Regions from separate parts of the Danio rerio genome. Here region 2 is linked to region 1. Evidence: chromatin contacts called from public Micro-C data. All regions are on one chromosome and are shown on one strand. The core of a region is the stretch at or near the end of the contact, and the rest is flanking DNA. Distances in the headings are between cores, read along the strand shown. Region 1 has its middle 22 kb from the start of bbx. Region 2 holds the start of cblb (Cbl proto-oncogene B, E3 ubiquitin protein ligase).

What was found. Hi-C and Micro-C count contacts between places; a contact is called where the count stands out from the background.
Region 2: a contact with region 1 is called in a Micro-C map of caudal fin, with 2.6 times the contacts expected there. The contact joins the promoter of cblb here to the enhancer-like site in region 1. A contact is called at or near these places in 1 of 18 Hi-C or Micro-C datasets (caudal fin) and 1 of 4 datasets of contacts at active chromatin or transcription factors (caudal fin).

What each region holds. Positions count from the first base shown.
Region 1 is chr10:33,463,914-33,467,850 of GRCz12tu, forward strand. No RefSeq gene overlaps it. Among named protein-coding and RNA genes, the nearest start is that of bbx, 22 kb to the left of the region's middle. Within about 2 kb of position 1,693, at least 22 of the 62 cell types and tissues checked have an H3K27ac peak or open chromatin away from gene starts, as enhancers often do. A contact at or near this core is called in caudal fin, where this site is marked.
Region 2 is chr10:33,505,873-33,509,809 of GRCz12tu, forward strand. cblb (Cbl proto-oncogene B, E3 ubiquitin protein ligase) reads left to right here and starts at 2,202. Exons shown (of 19, transcript XM_073914915.1): 1 at 2,202-2,464; 2 at 3,084-3,246. The coding sequence starts at 3,094.

The sequences.
Region 1 (3,937 bases), core at 443-2,942:
CATATATTTGGTGCTCTACAGAAATGTATACGGGGTACATTTCAGAATGAGCCTATAAACATCTGAAAACAGAGCCCCTTTTTTTTTTTTGTGGAAAAGCCCAGGGGCCTCATGTACGAAGACTTGCGTGGAAATCATACTGAAACATTGCGTACGCACAAAGCTGTAAATGTGCGTACGCAGAAAAAAATTCAGATGTATGAAACATTGTGTACGCCGAATCCCACACATATTCTTTTGTACATCCGAATGAACGTGATCTGAGCGCAACATGCACGAGCACAAAACCCCTCCCTGCCTCCGCCCCCGTATGAATATGCTAATGACTCTACTTTGGCAAAACCCAACGAAAAAGCAATGGCAAAAGCAAGCAAGAAGAGAAACTTTGAAGAGTATGTGAATTGGAGGTGCTGCTTTCAGAGGTAGACCGAAGGAAAACGGTGTTATTTGCAAATTTGTCCTCCGGAATTAACAACAAATGAAAAAAATAGAGTGGGGAGAGTTTAGCTGATGCGGTTAACACAGTTGGGTCTGAACATCGCACTGTGGAGTTAAAAGAGAAATAGTGTGGTTTATAGGTGTAAAATGTTGTAGTACCCTTAACAGTCTCAGTGGCGCAGCTCATTAAACTCATGTTAATATGTTTTGACACGTTCAAGCATGAACTCGATTCGAATCCAGCGTCTGATGAACTCTTTCTTCTTTTTTCCCAGCTACATATCAGATTGTGTCTACTATTTATCACGAGAAAGACAAGTAGGAATCATTAATAAGTGTGTGCATCATATTTTATTTGCACATTTATTGAATGGAAATGTTTCTGATTCACGCATGCAAATTCCTCTTCAGGTGGTGCCTTTATAGCAATGTGCATGCGGTAGATCGCTCCCATTACAATGAGGAAACAGGCGACCGCTGCAAATTGCGCTTTAATGTTTGTTTGGTCAACTGTATGGTATGGAAATCTTATATACCTGCTAGATGAATCCATCTCATACAGCTGCCATTGCAAGGCTCAAAGACACTTTATAGAGTGCAATTGAACACAACTGCCTTTAGGAGTCACCAATGGAAATAAAACAGACACGCACAAAAAATGTGCGTACACCAGCCATAAAGCTGGCGTGGAGCTGCGCACATTCCCACGTTCAATTCATCGTTAGTAAATCCAAACGTGAGCGATTCTGACCGTGAAACCTGGCGTATGCAAAGTTTTTGTGCGTACGCAGCGTTGATACATGAGGCCCCAGAATGTCAAAATTTCAACGTAACATTTGAGAAAATACCAACAGTAGTTTTCAGAATCAAACAAAAGCTTACATTTTACTCAAACACATAACTAAATCCAAAGGTAATCAGCCCTATGAAGTACAGTAGTCTCTTAATTTTTACAATAATGTTGAACAAACTAAATGTAACTTAATAATGACATTTTCTCTTTTGGTATCTTTTTTTGTTCTCACTGTATTTTTTTAAACAGACAATAGTCTTGTTTGACAGTGAAAGAAAGGAAATCTGTTATAGTAGAACGGTGTGAAAAGTCCAGGTCTGGGGGGGGGGGGGGGGGGGGGGGGGTCGATGGGTCTCTAAAGATTTGGATGTAATGAGGGTCTGCGTATGGTTGAGTCACTCCTTACTCACAGCACTTCACTTTGATAGCTGACAGGCGTTGTGTGAGCTGCACAGGAAATGCACGGGAAAACAGGATCTTTTGTGCTTCATCAGTAGGGCAGGCTGAGTCATGTTGAAGCGTTAAGAAGTCCCCTGGGACAGACACGCATACTCACTCAGACTTTTTGTGTGTGTCCGGAGATGTCAGGTTGTAATCTGTGAGGGAATTCTGCTCCCAGCTGCATGGACAACACAGACTGATTGGCAGATGAGAAGAAAAAAGTCATATTCTTACTCTTAAACTGATGCTCTTACAGTCCTTTCATCCTGAAAATTACACCTCATGATTTTAAAACATTGACAAGTACTTTTTTGTAGTTCAGTTTTGTAGTTCTGAAGACAAAAGGTGAAACCCGGTAGTAGAAAGGTGTACCTACAGTATCTGGCATAATTTTGGGCTTGACTATATGCAGTTGAAGTCAGGATTATCAGCCCCCCTATTGACTTTTTTATTCCTTATTTTTATATTTCCCAAATGATGTTTAACAGAGGAAAATTTCACAGTATGTCTGATAACATTTTTTTCTTCTGGAGAAAGTTTTGTTTGTTTTATTTCGACTGGGAAAAAAACTGTTTTTAATTTTTTTTTAAATTTTAAGGTCAAAATTATTAGCCCCTTTAAGCTAACTTTTTTTTTCGATAGTCTACAAAACAAGCCATCATTATACAATAACTTAATTATCCTAACCTGCCTAGTTAACCTAATTAACCTAGTTAAGCTTTTAAATGTCACTTTAAGCTGTGTAGAAGTGTCTTTAAAAATATCCAGGCAAATATTATTTACTGTCATCATGGCAAAGATAAAATAAATAAGTTATTAGAGATGAGTTATTAAAACTATAATGTTTAGAAATGTGTTGAAAAAGTCTTCTCTCCGTAAATCCGTAAAACAGAAATTGGGGAAAAAATAAACAGGAGGGCTAATAATTTAGAGGGGCTAATAATTCTGACTTATACTGTATATACACAACAGTTCTGTCTGGTTGTTGAATCTGAGTAGCTGATAGCTGTGCAATATCCTGCCAATAACAGCACTTGTACCGCCTCCTCACCCTTCCCCCTTGTCTATTACTCCGTCCACATACATCTTCAAGCAGAGGACACACTACAGTTTGACAAATATTGGTGCAGTTGGGCAACAGAATATACTTTTGAGGTTCTTTTATTTAAGAATGTAGTTGTTTAGATTGCAGCTATGCAGTTTATTTATAAGGATAGTGCCTATTTTAAAATATTAGTAATTTCTGAAAGATAGCGTGTCGCCTGTCAATACTGAGCAAAGACAGTTGATGTTGTCTGTCCACAAGATGGCAACAGAGAAAGCATAATAAGCCCTTAATGGAGAAAAAATACAGAGCAAAACTACAGCTGATCAAATCAATATTAAACAGGTAATTGACTTTCTAAGTCGGTCTCTCTCTCTTGTATATTGTAGTGCTGTATTCATACCATATATATGTAGTGTATATATATGCTGTTCAGACTTATAATCTTAAAATGTCAGCAAAATCACCTGTTTTGTCATCACTTTAGATATTTTTCGCTAGAGAATGATTCAAACATTAGCTCTAAAGTGACGTTTGTGAAGTAGCAATGGCTTCTGCTGTTCTGACGTCAGCAGCTGCAGATGTGAATAAATGGCAGAAGAAAGTAGTTCCTAATACAAAAGGGTTTAGGACTCTTTGTGTTTGATTTTCTTTTTTCTATAGATGATTATGCTGTCGAACTGTTGTATAAACTCAATTTCACACATGTAGCAGTGCGACAGTGTACTCTATATCATCACTAGTGGGACATTAAGGCACTCAGCCTGTGGCCTTTAGCCAACGCCTCCAATCAGTGTCAAAACAGACAAAAAAAAAAAGAAGACAAAAAATAAAATAAACAAGTAAATAAGAAGGTGAGAATGTGGTAAAACATGGTAAAAATCAGGCGAGGGCTTTTCTTTTTCTAAATTGCTTTTTAAGTTTGTCAGTTGGGTTTAGGGAAGTGGGTGGACAGGTCAATCTGTGCTTTTTAAAATACTATTGGTTAGGTTGAGGGAAGGGGGAGGGTGGATCAGTCGATCGGTCAGTCAGTCCGTCAGTCATTCAAACAGTGCTTGACAGTGGCCTCTGGTGGATTTATACTAGAACAGCAGGCATGAATGGCACTCACAAGAATAATTTGAGATCTTAAAAAACCTACACAGCGTCCTCTGGTGGATTCACAAAAACAAAAACTGCAAAAAAAAAAAAAAAAAACGTAGCTCCTGGAACATATTTTA
Region 2 (3,937 bases), core at 952-3,451, 42 kb after region 1:
AACAAAAAAAGTCTTCAGATACCAAAAACAGCAGGTTAAATTTATTTTCCCAGGCCAAAAAATAAAAAAATGTTGCAACCACTGCTCTTTCCATGATTCCCATGGCTGTGAATACTCAGCTAATATGATTAAGATTAAATGAAGTTCAAAAAGAGAAGAACAGAATAAACAGTAGAGGAAAATCGAGACATTCCTTATTAAAGGACCAAGACAAAATGTTCCGCCAATGGCCCACGTGGTTTTAGGGCACCTAAACATCGGACCAGTGTGGAAAGCCATTTTAACATTTGGTCTTCATAACTTTACTGTAGTTGACCTATCTGTTTTCATATTACTAGTAGTCTACTAGTTATCACCTTTTCAGTTTAACACATCAAATGTTACAAGTAACAATTTTTAAATTAATTGCATGTTTATCTAAAGCAGGGGTCACCAGTCTCGGTCCTGGAAGGTCAGTGTTCCTGCAGGGTTTAGCTTGCCTCATCAAACCTGCCTGGATGTTTCAAGTATACCTAGTGAGACCTTGATTAGCTTGTTCAGGTGTGTTTGATTAGGGTTGGAGATAAAATCTGCAGGACACAGGCCCACCAGGAACAAGTTTGGTGACCCCTGATCTAAAGATTGGATATTAATTATCTGCAGCACTTCTTGGTAGTAGGGTGACGAGGTGGCGCAGTAGGTAGTGCTGTCGCCTCACAGCAAGAAGGCCGCTGGTTCGAGCCTCGGCTGGATCAGTTGGTGTTTTTTTCTGTGAAGTTTGCATGCTCTCCCTGTGTCTGTGTGGGTTTCCTCCGGGTGCTCCGGTTTCCAACACAATCCAAAGACATGCGAAATAGGTATATTGGGTAGGCTAAGTTGTCCGTAGTGTATGAGTGTAAATGAGTGTGTATAGATGTTTCCCAGAGATGGGGTTGCAGCTGGAAGAGCATCCGCTGCACAAAACAAGTGCTGGATAAGTTGGCGGTTCATTCCGCTGTGGCGACCCCGGATTAATAAAGGGACTAAGCCAAAAAGAAAATGAATGAAAAAACTTCTTGGTACTATTCCAGTTATCGTTGATAGCCATTCTTCATTATTAGGATTAATATATTGCACTATAAAAATTATCTGTTTGTTTAATTGTAATTATATTAATTATATAACCGATTATATTAACGGTTGCTCAGTGGTTAGCACTGTCGCATCACCGCAAGAAAGTTGCTGGTTCGAGTTCGGGTTGTCAGTTGACATTTCTCTGTGGAGTTTGCATGTTCTCCCCATGTTTGTGTGGGTTTCCTCCGGGTGCTCCGGTTTCCCCCACAGTCCAAAAGACGTGCTATAGTGAAATGAATAAGTTAAAATGGCTGCAGTGTATGTATGAGTGTGAATGTGAGAGTGTATGAATGTTTCCCAGTACTGGGTTGCGGCTGGAAGGGCATTTACTGCCTAAAACATGCTGGATAAGTTGGTGGTTCATTCTGCTGTGTTGACCTCTGATTAATAAAGGGACTAAGCCGAAGGAAAATGAATGAATGAATGGTTTTTTAAAGGTGGGATGTGAATTATTTACAGCACTTCTTAGTAGTATTCATCGCTATTAGCTATTCTTCAGTATTAGGATTTTATTTATTACACTATAAAAATGATCTGTTATATTAATTATAATTATATTCATTATAATTATTATTATGACTTGTTAACTTTCACTTTATTGAGATTTTAATTTTATTTGCCCTTTTGAATTGCATTATCCGATGTTGATTTTTAATCCAACATTTGATGTTTAAAATTTAACTATAGTTTAACAAAGTGTCTTTTAAAATATTATGTTATTTATTGTTCAGGGTTGAATAGTACTAAAAATAAAATACAAAAATAGATACAATAGGATTAGAAATAAAAAAAACTTAGATCGTGCACTCAAGATTTAAGTAGGCTAACCATAAATGTTAGTTGGGCTTGCCATATTACTTGTTCCATCGGAGAAAGTGAAGATGACTGAATGTACAATTTGCATAACTGGAACAACCTACAAAGCGCTTTGCACGATTTCATTGCCTCTTCATTTACGGAAATATTAAGTATGCACTTAAAATCTCCACTGTAATTGGCGACTGGAGAACTCCGTCACCTCTGACAGCACTCTCGCCCTCTGATTGGCCACTAGAGAACGCCCACTCGACTCCGCCCTGTTGGCTTCGCTGCTTTCTTGTTCCAGTACTGATTTTTAACCGAGCAGTGTCACGACCATATCATACAGCGAGAAAAGCGGGATTGTACTGCGTTTAAGCGGTTTCTGCGAGAGGATACGAAACAGCCGCTTCTCGTTTGTGAACATCTGGGCAGAGATGTAACAGTTTCCCGGCATTGGCGTTGTGTTTTTGTTGCTTTTGTTGCAATTTGTTGAGGGGACCTCCCTAAAGCTTCAACTCAGGAACTCTGACATTCCCTGTCTTGGCAGCTACACTGTTTTCCTTTTGCCGCAGTAAGTCTGGAGTTTATAGATGATACATAAGAGCAATTTTCCGCATTTTACAGTGATTGTAATATTTTTTCTCTGTCTGATGAGTTGTCATAGCCTTCTAAGACCAGCTGCTTCTTATTACAACGCGTTTTGCATTCTGTTTAGTGCTTTAATATTAGTTTATTAAATTAATTATTCTCAATTGCAGGGCACAAAAGCTCTACTTTAGAGGCAGCTCAAAGTACTATGTTGAACTGCATGCTTTTTTTCTGAAAAAGTTAACCAAAACAAAGTTTTTTAATATTGTTGAGTTATTTACTAATTCAAAATGGGTTTTAGAGATTTTTTTTCAGCACAGCAATCATGAATTTTATGAGATGAGGATATTAATACGTTAATATCAGACGTTTTAAATATTAAAAGTACCACATTGTAAGTTTAAAATGGCCTCAAACATATGCATCATAACCATACAGTTGCAAAGTGCAATAATTTCTCTTGGTGCTAATCGCTGTCTTGATACTAATCGTTGAACTGCTATAAAAAGGTTTTTAGTTCCGCTAGTTTACAGTTCATTTGTACTGTCACACATCTGCACACATGTGTTTGTTGCCATCAGAAACATTTCTGTGTGTTACAGTGTGCAGAAAATGGCAACTGCTCTCAGTGGACGCCCACCTAACAATCGGAAAGGCCGTATTTTAGGCATTATTGACGCCATCCAGGACGCTGTCGGACCCCCAAAGCAAGCGGCCGCGGACCGCCGGACCGTAGAGAAGACATGGAAACTCATGGACAAAGTGGTAAGTGTGTGTTTACAATCTTCCTGGCGATGACGCAACAGCGCTTCCTCTGCTCTCCCGCTCTGAGAGACTTTTCCACGAAGTCTCTTGTTTGGAAGCGTTTGTTTGATACATTCTAGCAAACTGTTTACTGAGTGGCGACAAGACCGAGGAGTTTGTTGTTAGCTAAAATCAACCATCTAAAAGGCATCTATCTATCTATCTATCTATCTATCTATCTATCTATCTATCTATCTATCTATCTATCTATCTATCTATCTATCTATCTGTCTATCTGTCTGTCTGTCTGTCTGTCTGTCTGTCTGTCTGTCTGTCCGTCCGTCCGTCTTTCTGTCCGTCTTTCTGTCCGTCTGTCTGTTCATCTGTCTACTTTTCTGTCTATCTATCTGTCTGTTTTTCTGTCTGTTTTTCTGTCTGTCTGTCTGTCTGTCTGTCTGTCTGTCTATATCCATCTATCCATCCATCCGTCCATCCATCCATCTAACTAATATTTATTTATTTATCTATTAACCTAAGGACCTTTCAGTCTGTCAGTCTGTCATTTATTGATTATATAGACAATTGTCACAGAAGTATGTTTGCTGCAAATGTCAATCATAAAATAATTAAATAAATGCATTTATGGATAAGTTCCATATATGGAAAAGTCACTCAATGTGAGAGTACAGAGGAAGCACTTGCGTCCCGCATG